Linked DNA regions of Columba livia: region 1 is linked to region 2. A link is a contact called in public Hi-C data. All regions are on one chromosome and are shown on one strand. The core of a region is the stretch at or near the end of the contact, and the rest is flanking DNA. Distances in the headings are between cores, read along the strand shown. Region 1 has its middle 66 kb from the start of ALX4. Region 2 holds the start of CD82 (CD82 molecule).

The links. Hi-C and Micro-C count contacts between places; a contact is called where the count stands out from the background.
Region 1: a contact with region 2 is called in a Hi-C map of liver, with 1.7 times the contacts expected there. The contact joins the enhancer-like site here to the promoter of CD82 in region 2. A contact is called at or near these places in 2 of 2 Hi-C or Micro-C datasets (crop and liver).

Annotation. Positions count from the first base shown.
Region 1 is chr5:44,628,558-44,634,483 of bColLiv1.pat.W.v2, forward strand. No RefSeq gene overlaps it. Among named protein-coding and RNA genes, the nearest start is that of ALX4, 66 kb to the right of the region's middle. Within about 2 kb of position 3,499, at least 1 of the 3 cell types and tissues checked has an H3K27ac peak away from gene starts, as active enhancers do.
Region 2 is chr5:44,533,723-44,539,092 of bColLiv1.pat.W.v2, forward strand. CD82 (CD82 molecule) reads right to left here and starts at 1,630. Exons shown (of 9, transcript XM_065064761.1): 1 at 1,496-1,630.

The DNA of each region.
Region 1 (5,926 bases), core at 2,249-4,748, 97 kb after region 2:
ATTTGATTTACTGGTTCTCCATATCCTACACATTTCTCAGTATGCCTTTTCATTTACTAAAATCATGGGCTTTTTTTTTTTTCTCTCCATAGTATTGTGGGACTTCTCAAGTAATGTTGGAACAGCAGCACACCATTTGCAGCTTCACCAATTATCGAATCTCGACATCTGTCTTTCACAAGTGCATCAGGCAGCAACAAAGAACTTTGAAAAGTTGTCATACCACAACACAAACAAGTTTGCAAAGTAGTCACTCTATGTGCTGTAATAATCCCTTGATGGTGCAGAAAGAACTCTGGATTTTTCAGCACTGAAATCTTTTGTACACTAAAACGAGGATTGCCATCAGGCTTGACAATAAACTTGGCTGAATAACTCAGACCTCATTTCAACACACAGTTCTTGTATCTCCAAACGACAGCTTACCAGACTTACATCTGTTTCCTCTATGGGGAATGTGGAGTCCTTTTCTAACCCTTTGAGCTTAGTTTTCCTTCTCCTCTTGGCTTTGTTGCCAGATGATAAAAATTTAATTCATTTATTACCATTACAACCCATCTGTTTTTGAGCACAGAAGCAAGCTGAGTTTTCAGAGTAGCTTCTGTTCCTAAGAGAGAATTAGGGTCTTCATCTATCTTACTCTTCTTCTCTGTTGGACACAAAATTACACTAAACACTGGAGGTTATCCTTGCCCTCCCTATGGCCTCTATCTAACCTGTACTGTAGCACAGGCTTGGAAATGCAGAAGAATGGCTCTTCTTCCCTACATTCTTCAGTCCAGGGGACTCTGACATGGCAAGTTTCCATTTTGTCTTCAGTCTTGACTGTGTTTATGCTTGGTTTGGTTTAAAGTGATATGGGGATAGAAAGCAGCCCTGAGTACCAAAGTCCAATTGCCGCAAAGCAGGAACAGTGCAGCCATTCCCTTTGGTATCTACAACTTCTTGCTAACCTTCTCTGTAGAAAAGAGAGTGACAGTGTATTTACTCACTGGCAAAACCTATGCTCATTACAGATGTGGTGGGCTCTTTTCACGGGAATGAGAGTATTAGCACTACTAAATATTAATACATAGGCCAGATTTCATCTTGGCTGATGCATATTGCTGCTGCAGAAATTTCTTCAGCAGTGCAGGCAAAGCACAGGCTATTATTTACTGCTGTGTGCTGTTAGAAAAAAATATTGCACTCTGCAATTGGCTGATATACACTGATCTCCGAAATACCCAAAGCATTTCCCTTGCCCTCTGTTTCTAAGAGCTCTGTGATCTCTGGATGAAAGCTCCTAGATATATGTCAGTTAATTATTCTTATCAAACCAAATTCTTCAGTCATCCAAAAGCTCTCACTCAACAGTTGTGGCACCTCTCTGTGGAACATCAAATATTTTCCATTTTCCAGTACAGCTACATGGGCAGTATCTTACTGTGGTTTTTCTCTGATATTTTCAATGCTTAATGTTAGATGTGTCTGTAACGAAGGGAAGGAGTATCAGAGATTTCTGTGAGATTATTCCATATTGATCAGGCATAACAGACATTTTATTGCAGAAATTCTGATATTAATATTGAGCAAAGTGTATGAAAAAATGTCAGATGCTTCTGATAAGATATCAACACTTCATAGTCAAGTAGTTTGTTTTTACCTTTCAGTTTATGTGTCCATTTCAACCATAGCTGTTGAACTTTCTTCAAGAAGAGTTGATACTGGGGGTTAAAGTTCACGACTAACAATCCAGGCATTTCTCTGACCAGGCTGCAAAAGCCATAAATAGAGTCAAAACATGAGAAAAACCTTTTCAGCTTATAGCTTACCTGCTCCAGGGTTTTCCTAGGGTTGGATTGAGGGGATAAAAGAGAGTGGGAGAGACCCAGGCCTGGGGCTTGGAGCTGGAAAAAGAAACAACAGTGAAAAGGTCAACGTTCAGATGATGGTATCACATCCTCCTTTCATCCCTGCAGTTCACACGAAGGCCGGGATCCTTGCTTTGCTTTACTTTGGGGAAAACTCTTGCTTTATTTGTTCATGTTGAACTGCTATCGGAGCTCAATGCCTTAGTGTTGTGTTTTAATAACATCAGTTTCCCTGGACCAGATACATATGAAGTCAGTTAGACGATTCTATAAACAATGGATCCAAGTCACGCAACGCAACATTTCTGATTGCAAGATAACCTTTCTGAGGGCGAAGCTAGCGAGGTGAGGGGTTGGATTCCTCAGCCAGGCACGTAGGGAAACCTTCAGCATTCAGAGTTGCTCCAGTGGGACGAGGCTCGTCTCCTCTTGTTTTGGGGGAACGACTCCTTGGTTTGTTTTTCTACTCCCCAGTCAGCACACTGGGTGACTTTTCTGAATTCTGGCTGCCCGGAGCATACTTTGTTGACAGTTCATTTAAGGAGATCTGAGCAGAATATTTTCCTTTTAAATCAGTTGAGAAGAGGAGTTATGCTGAAGTTTTAGTGAGTGCTATAGTTCTTCATTTTTATTTTGGAGTTTAAAAAAAGTGACACATGTGGGAAGATGTTTCCAAACCAAGAAATAGGAAGGTTCATTTAGCATAGTATGAGAAAGGTCAGAAAGGAAGGGAGAAGGATGGAATCAGCCAGATGGAGATTTTGGAAAAAGCTTCTCTCAATTTCTTGCATTTATAGTTGTTTGTTGATGAAGATATTAGTCTCTAATATGTATTTTAAGGCAAAATATTCCAGGATCCAATATTAATTTTTATGAAATTTGAACTTTTTTTTCTCCCCTATCTAGTACCGAACACAAGCAAAAACATCATCAGTTTGCAGCTTTACCTTCACACAGTTGATGAATATGATTACAGCCACACATGAAGGGGTCTAGCATACCCATCTATAAACAGCAGCAATTTGACACCTACAAGTACTCTAATTGTATGTCCCAGCATTAAGACCATTCCTACACTTTGCTTAGGAAAATTATGCTCTAGAGACTTTGTGTGTTTGTTACTGTACAGCCACACATGAGCTGAGTGACATGCCGTCTTTTCACAGCTCTAGCAAAGTTTATGTGCAAAGCTACATAGATCATATGATGCTGATGTGGTTTTGCTCCTGATTCAAGTCCTGGTATGATTATGTTAACTTCAGTTGCATTTGTTGATTGTAAATCACAGTGAAAACAAGCCTTCACTGTGGTAAAGTTAGTGGTTTCCAAAGTGAACACGGACTTTCTTCTTTAGCTACCAGGAGCAGTCTTGCCATCATGGCACAGGGCTTCATGCTTCCTGTGGGCTGATTTGCTCTCTCTGAGTCAGTACAGAGGAGACTGGATAGAGGAATTTGCTCTAGCCCGTATCTGTGAATACTTAGATCTTTAGCTCAATCCTAAGGCAGAGTTGTAGATACTCAAGTCAGATTACACTTGCCATCCATTTTTTTTAATTAGGTATAACCCATAAAAAATGTAAATAGATTCACCACAACCCCCATCTCCATAAGTCTCATAATTTGTCACAAAGAGTATCCAAGTTTCATTCAGGGAGAGCAGCTAGAGGAGTGGGTCATCAAATTGAGGCCAGACAGAAAATTCAAGTTCCTAGTCTCTCCCGCCACCCTCTAAAACAGACCCTCACTCACTTACACAACAAGACAGCCATGGAATAGACCCGTGCAATGGCTTCCCCATTAAAGAAGTAGTCTGGAGAAGGATTACAACCATGGGGGTTTCCAGACCCTGTCTAGCCATGAGCTTCATGTTTGGCTAATAGCCCTGGCCCTAAAACAACCAGCTGATTCTGCCAGACATGGTGACAATTGCAAAATTCCTTTGCGGACAACACATAAAGGCTACGTTGGTCGCAAGTGGCACACAGTTGCAAGTGGTTGCCTGCTGCATTTTATGTTGTAGAGAAGCGAGTTCATATTGCTCAATAATTGGGACCTCATAGAGCTGCCCTGGCTGCATTAGATAATCCAGATGTTCCATGCATAGAAGGTCAAAACTTAACGCAGTTCTAGCTGTGAAAACTGGGCTGCTGTATTTTTGATCAATGAATATGCTACTAAAGTTAATTACCAGCCAGTCCCTCTGTGCATATAGCTGTCTGTCTTATTTTCTACACAGAAAGAGGGCTAACATCACACATATGTTTGCAAAAGATTTGTTTAATTAAGCAAAAATTAATTGACATAATGAGAGTTCACTTAAAGTTTCCAGTGGCTAACACATTTACATATAAAGCTGCATTTTGGAAAAGGCGCTGGCTGAGTATCCCAGGGATCTGGTTTCAATTCTCAGCTTTGCCGTGGGCTTCCTGCTTAATCCGAGGCAAAATCAGGCAAGACTAGGTCTGTAGGGTACCGAGGCATTTGATTCCTAAATGTTTATTGATGCCTTTCTGCCTCACTTTGCCCATCTGTAAAAGGGAGATAACCGAGTCTCTTCATACACTATAGCTGACACAATTGCTTCAGGCATACACTATTTCTGACTGTGCTTCTGTACAGCAGTGAGAGAAACTGGGTCTTGATCTCATTTGATTTTTCTGGGTACGACTGTGCTAGGAATAAAAATACCAGTGCAGAGACAGGATGAGCACACTGATATTTAGGTTAACATACACTCTATTTATTTGTTTATTACTTAATTTTGTGTGTAGATTATTTTTTTCTCTACATACTTGCTGTATATTCCCCCTAGCTATGATAGTGCGTTCCAACTGCAATGTTTAACAACAGGAAGATCCCTAACCTTTTGTCCTGACCTGATATTAACTGAATGGATTACTTTATTTTAATAAAAGGAAGAGTGATTTTTCCCACTTTCCTCTCTGTTTGAGCCTCGTATAGGTATCACTGTTTCTGTTGAACTCTTCCTCTTCTGTCTCTCCCTTTTTCTCCTCCCTGTTTTTTGCTGAGCCAAATAGTCTTTCCCACGTGACATTATGCTCCATTAGTTTACGGTTTTATTGTTTAAAACCAGTATCCAGCATTCCCAGTAAGCATTAATTATTGCCTCAATTATGACACGCAATGTTTTTTTGGGTGAAATTAAAGCCACCAGCGTCAAGAATTCATGACCAGCCCTCTCAGCAAGGAACAGTAATCTATGGGGTAGACATTTTGGAAAGATACTTCACTCCATAAGTCATTGTATTGATTAAAAGCAAAAGAGAGTTAGCTGTGTTAAAGACAAAACATTTTGTAGCCTTTCCAAGTTAATTATTAAAGCACAGAGACATTTTACCACCCAAGAACTGCACTCACTTTCTGCTTGAATTCTGGCAATGGCTTTTCAGTCCCTTTGCATTGACTGTCTCCTGGGCTGGGGCAGCCAAGGTGAGCTACCAAAGCTGAGCACAAAATGCCTTGCCCAGATGCAGCCCAGGAAGACCTTCGTTGTCACCTGTTGCTTCCCACTTCTTTGCAAAGGCATTCGGGGTGATCCACCATTCTCCAGTACTCAACACACCCATTCAGATGTGGGCTTTCCCAGGTTGCTTCCCCATGTCCCTCTGTATCCTATTTTATACTAACGTGCTGCAGCCACTGACCAGGCTGACACGCTCATGCTTGTTTTGTCCCTGACCTCCTCAAGCCTCTAGGCAGAAGGAAAAAAGAAGGTGTAACAGCAGGCTCAAGTTTTCTTCCTATGTCTTCTATCCCCAAAGGGTTTTAAAGAAGTGGCCAGGCTGTTCACTAGCAGGGACCTGGCCTACTGTTCAGTCCTGATGGATTTCAAGCTCTTCTTGCCAGGCTGCCTTGGTAGTAGTTCAAACACATGTCATCACATGCAATATGGACACAATACCCTCATTCCTACGGGCTCCAGGACCCAGCAGAAGAAAGCGCAGGCAGAAGATCAAACATGGAAGGAACAGAAGACAGAGGAGCTGCTGTTGCTGTCTGTGTCTGGTACAGAAAAATGAACACAAGGGAAGAGACAGGGCAGAGGGATAA
Region 2 (5,370 bases), core at 380-2,879:
ACACCAAAAGGATCCTAGCCACACACTTCTGCTCGATGGCTCTCATGCAGCCAGTAAGCCTCACAGCAGCAGGCTCAAGCCTCAAGCTTTGAAGAGGATTTTTCTCAGGCCCAAGGTGCCTGAGAAAGTTAAAAAAAAGAAAGTCTTGTGTGGAGAGGAAGTATCACTGACAGCAAATCTGCACTCTCCAGCTGTATACCCTCACTTGCACAAAAGCACATGGGCATTTTCAGAAGCTACACGGAGAAGCCTCGCTAGTGCTGGGATAGGTAACATTCCTGTGAACCTCTACCACCAGCAGCAGCACCAACCTCTCCAAAAGCTGGTCTTCCTCCAAGCCACCACCTCTGCAAGCACTGCAGTAATATACTGTTCCTCCCTCACACAGCTAGTTAAGTTTCAAGCTCTCATCTCATGCACAAGATGGAAATGTAGATCTGGTCCAAGACACAGGAACACTTCATCCTGAACTAGCTTTATAGTTTACTGAAGCCAACATTTAGATTCCAGGATGTTGGGGTTTTTTTTTTCCCTCTCTGTTTTTTGTACCAAGTGCTCCATTTTATGTTAAAGCACACGCAGCAGAGTTTCTGTGCTCTAGGGCAGATATGGCATGCCCGGCTTGTAACAAGCCCTTATCCCTCTGTATCAACAGATTTGTTAACAGTTGCACTGCAGGACAATTCACAGCCAACATGTATCCAGCTGCTGAACTGCAAGCATTGCTCTGAACTCTTCTCTTAAAAAGAAGGGGAGAAAAAAAGGAAAACAGGAGGCTGCACCAGGACCAGATTTCTGATAGGGGTAAGACTGCTACAGAGGCATCTAATCTACATCTTAGAGATCAGTCAAGACAGAGTCTCGCTGAAGACAGCAGCATAGCCCAGTCTCACCCGAACGCAGCTGAGGCACATTCAGCCTGCCAAAATCGTTCTACAGCAATACACCAGGCCTGTAGGGCTCATTCCTGCATGACATCAGGTCCACTGCACCTTATGATGATTTTTTTTCTTAGGCCGTGCACCAGCAACTCAAAGAAGATCAAAATTCAGCCACCACTTTAAGCTTGGACGGGCACACACAGAGCCCGCGTGTGAGCTCTGAGCAAGGGGACTCTCCCGCCGAGGGGCTCCCCGCGGCGCCCGCACTAACCGCGGCGCGGGGGAAGGCGCGGGACCCCCGGTGCGCAGGAGAGCTGGCTGGCCGCCCGGCCGCCCGCGGCTGCCCCGGAAAGTGGCTGCGCTAAGCGCGCTAACCGAGCCGGGGACTCGCTCCCCGCCGGGCCCCAGGGAGGCGCTCCCGCTCCCGGCCGCCAGCGCCCCGCGGAAAGCCCCCGGGAAGTCCCCGCCGCTGAGATCCCCGCGGGACGGGCCTCCGGCTCCGCCAAGCTGAGACCCCCAGGCCGAAGGAGCGGGGCCGCCAGGTCTGGCACTGGGAGTCCCGGCCCTCATTCTCTCCTCCCGCCGCACAGAGCGGGCGGCCGCAGCGCGCCTACCTGCCCGGCACAGCTCGGCGGTGCGCTCCACTCCCTCCCTGCGCCGATGTGGCCCTGGCTCTGCCCCTGGCCCGGCGGGGCGGAGCCGGCGGCTGCGCTGAGCCGCCCCCGGGGCGGACTGCCACCCCCAGCCCGGCCCGGCACGGCCCCCGCGGGGAGGCTGCGGAGCGGCGGCGCCTCTGCCGGCGGCCGTGCGGGGCCCGGGGCTGCCTGCATCCTCCGGGTGCTTCCCCCGAGCTCCACACCGTACCGCTCAGCGGCTGCTGCCCCGCTTTGCGGCCGGCCTATCGCTCGGCCGCTGCATCCCGTTGATACTCACTCCTCAAACCAAGTACCGCGTTTTACACTCCACATGGAGCTGAGCTCCTGTCGGCCCCGCTCCCGTGTTAGCCCTTGGCAGCCACCACTCCAGCTGTGGTCAGTTAATCTTGCTCCACTCGCACAGGTAGCCCAGTTACTGCTCTGGGGTCGTTTGCCCTGTATTTGGTGTGTCACCCACCTCACCTAAGGTTCTCCCTTTGCGGCTTATCAAGTACGTACATACGCACCTTCATATTTAAAGCCACTCACAGCTTGCCTGCTCATGGGAGATGCACACTGTGGCTCTCTGCCAAGTGAAAACAAGCCTGATGACCCACTCAGACATATTTCCAGTGGGCAGTTTTGCTGACCTAGCAAACCCCGTAAACATCAGCATGGCTGCTGCATTGTTCCCTGTCCAAATCCCGCTAAGCTCAGTGATCACAGCAATGTGATGATGGTGAGGTGCTAGCGTCATGTGGCTACTGTTTGCTGACCGACCGGTGTCATTGCATTGTTTCCCTGGGCTTCCCCGTTCTGTGTAGCGTATCCGCTTTGCACAGCAGCCAGCAAGCTCACAGCACTTTGTTCTTGGCGTGTGGCATAACTAGCCCAATAGGATCCTGCCTTTTCTCTTCTGGCAGAACAGAAGTAAAAATAATTGAGATAAGGCAATCCAATAGTAACAAAACTGTGAACTTCTTTAGATACTTATTGCAAATATACCAAAACCAAATCAGGCAAGCCTTGAAAACGAGGGAAGACCAGGAGGTCCCTCACCTTTCTGAGAAGCAGCATTCCTCATTTTCCTGGTTTCCGCTGTCCTGGCAGGAGGAGGAACAGCAAACTCATGCAGCTCAAGGCCCCCGTCCTCATTCCTGGAGACAGAAAAAAACAGCTTGGCCTTTGTACTGAGACAGGTGTACCATGGCCACCTTACTTTATCCTCTGATATCCAAGATGCCTCTCAATCATCTTTCCTGTGCCTGCAAGGTGATTCCTCACCATGCTGCCAGACTTGGAAGAAAAGATTTTTAAAGCTCCTTTTCTGTGCTGTGCTTTATTTGTTGCATGCACTTGGTTTCAATTCTTGCAGTTAGTGCCCCATCCAGTTCAAACCTTTCCATGCAGCTCTCATTCTCTTCCTCTGGTATCAGGATTAAACATGTCCTTCTGCATTTTTGCAGCAGCGGTGCACAGTAGCCTTCCCGCTAGCCTGTATATTATCCTGCAGACATCTTACACTGTTAGCAGGATAAGCATGTGGTCGTGCAATGGGCAAACACAGATCACATCCTCTTTCATGCGCCTTGGATAGGGTGAGCCAGGAGGGGCCACGGGAGGTGACTGCACCTGGAGAGCAGGTGCCACTCACTGAGTGCCACAGACATTGCAGGGAGCAGCCCGGTCTGTGTGCTCTTCTCTGAGACGCTGCAGGTAACTGCAGGCTCACCAGCTGCGGTTGGCATGCAGCCTCAGCCAGGGAGAAGGGGTCGAAATGAAGGTGCAGAAGCAGAACGGGGTTGATAAGGTGGAAGTGAGATGACTCACCCTGCACAGGGGCTTTTAAAGGTGTGGTCTTGTTACCTCTTTCTGCAACTATCCACAGCAATACCAGGCTATCCATGGCCTGCAAAGTGTCTAATAAACCTAACTTTGCTCAGGCTCCTCACTCTTACCAAAAGAGCCGAAACGTCAGTATCTAAGATGAGGACAAATTTCGCATCAGAATTATTTGGACAAGTGTCTGAAAATACATTTGCAACCAGTCTTGGGGACTATGTGTGCTATGGCAGCACACCATTATCTCTTTTCAAGCAGAATTAGCCTTCATAAAAACACTCCTATTCTCAAAGAGAATGTCAAATAGGCTTTGTAACAAGCTTTGTCTTTAATTTAAACATCTGGTCAGGCTTATGTCCATACTCTCTAAGCCAAAATGCTTACCTATAAAGACAAAAGGCTCTGTGGGGCAGATGAAATAGTGTCTACCTGTTCTTATATTCCGTCTACCTCACCTGTGCACTGACAGAGAATCCAAGTACTGAACACGTATCTTGTCTCTGATTCTTACTGAAAGTGTCCTACTTTGAGGAAGGAAGCCTGGGCTGAAAATATTCCCATGAGGATTAGTGCAAAGGCTGTTTCTTAAAGAAAATGGGTTTAAAAAAAAAATATTTCAAAGTGCAGCAAAAATGGGTTGTGTATGTGCCAGCAGCTCCAGTGCCTGAATGAATTTGTGTCATAGGCTTTGAGAATGGCATACGTGTTAGCAAGGGCAGCATGGAGGTGTATATGCACCAGTGGTTGCATGTATAACTGGTTATGCTTCAGTGCCTCTCAGATATGAATCAGTGAGTATGTAGAAAAGCATTAAGTCTATACCACTGCATTTGCTGAGAACAGGGGATAGGTTTTGAAAGCAAGCTTGCAAAGAGCCTGAGTTTTATTAGAAAGTCTAAAGTAAATCATGTCCTTCTGAGAGCTTGCAACAGGGACTTGGCAACAGAGGATAAACAGATCCGCAGAGATGTTGCAGCTGAGCTGTGCACAGATGGTAAACTAAAAGCCCAAGTATAAACAGCATCTTGTTCAACGAACACAGTAGGCTGGATTCTCAGCTAGTGATTGTAAGGAAAAAAAGTGCTTGTAAGAAAACATACAGGCTGGAGAAACCCACCATTATGTGGCGTGTAAGGCCAAAGACCAAATACCACTTCAAAGGCAGCCAGAGACCAGCCAACAGGTCATTCAGCCAAACAATCTGGTTTTCCTTAGGCCATCTTCATTTCAAACACAACAACCATTCCCTGTCAAACTGATACTTTCTTTTCAGAAATAATTAATCTCTTTACCCAACCAAGTCATGACCTATCCTGTGGATAAACAGGGGAAGTCTGCACAGGGGTCCAAGTCCCTGGGATACAGCCTCGTACAGGTCCTGATTCCTTTGTACACAAAGTCTGTCTCCTTCAGGCACAGGGAATACTAATGCGCTGCACAGAGCTGGCTGTGCTGCATTTTCATGGCTGTTTGCAGCTGTGCTCTGGGCTACAAGAAGCTGCACAGTCCCCAGAGCCCTGCTGCATTGCAACGAAAAACACAGCTACCGCATGGCTGTCTACTAATTGTGGATGGCTGCTAATGATGGAGGGAGCCGCAGCCCCTTATTCTCTCTTGGTAAAACCGTGCTGGGCTAGGTAGGAGCAATTCTGGAACAGTGGGATGCAAGCAAGCAAGTTCCCACTGTTTTATCTACAGGCAGCACTTCACATGTCCCTGTAGAGCAGGGATGGAAGGTCTCAAGGTAGTTCTGCAGCAAGCTGCAGAGTGGGAGAGACTAATCTCAGAGGATCTCTGAGAAAAAGGGGTCTGAGGTTCAGCTGGCACAGGTTGCCATCCAGTGTTACATATATCATAAGCAGGAAATCAGTCCTTGGCATTAGGGAGAACAGAGAAAGAGGATGACACATGCAGATTCATACAGTTTGCATATTTCTTTCCCTTGAAATATCTTTGAACTGGCCATACGCTGCTGTGACTCTAAGATTTCTGTGCTGACAGGGCCAAAACAT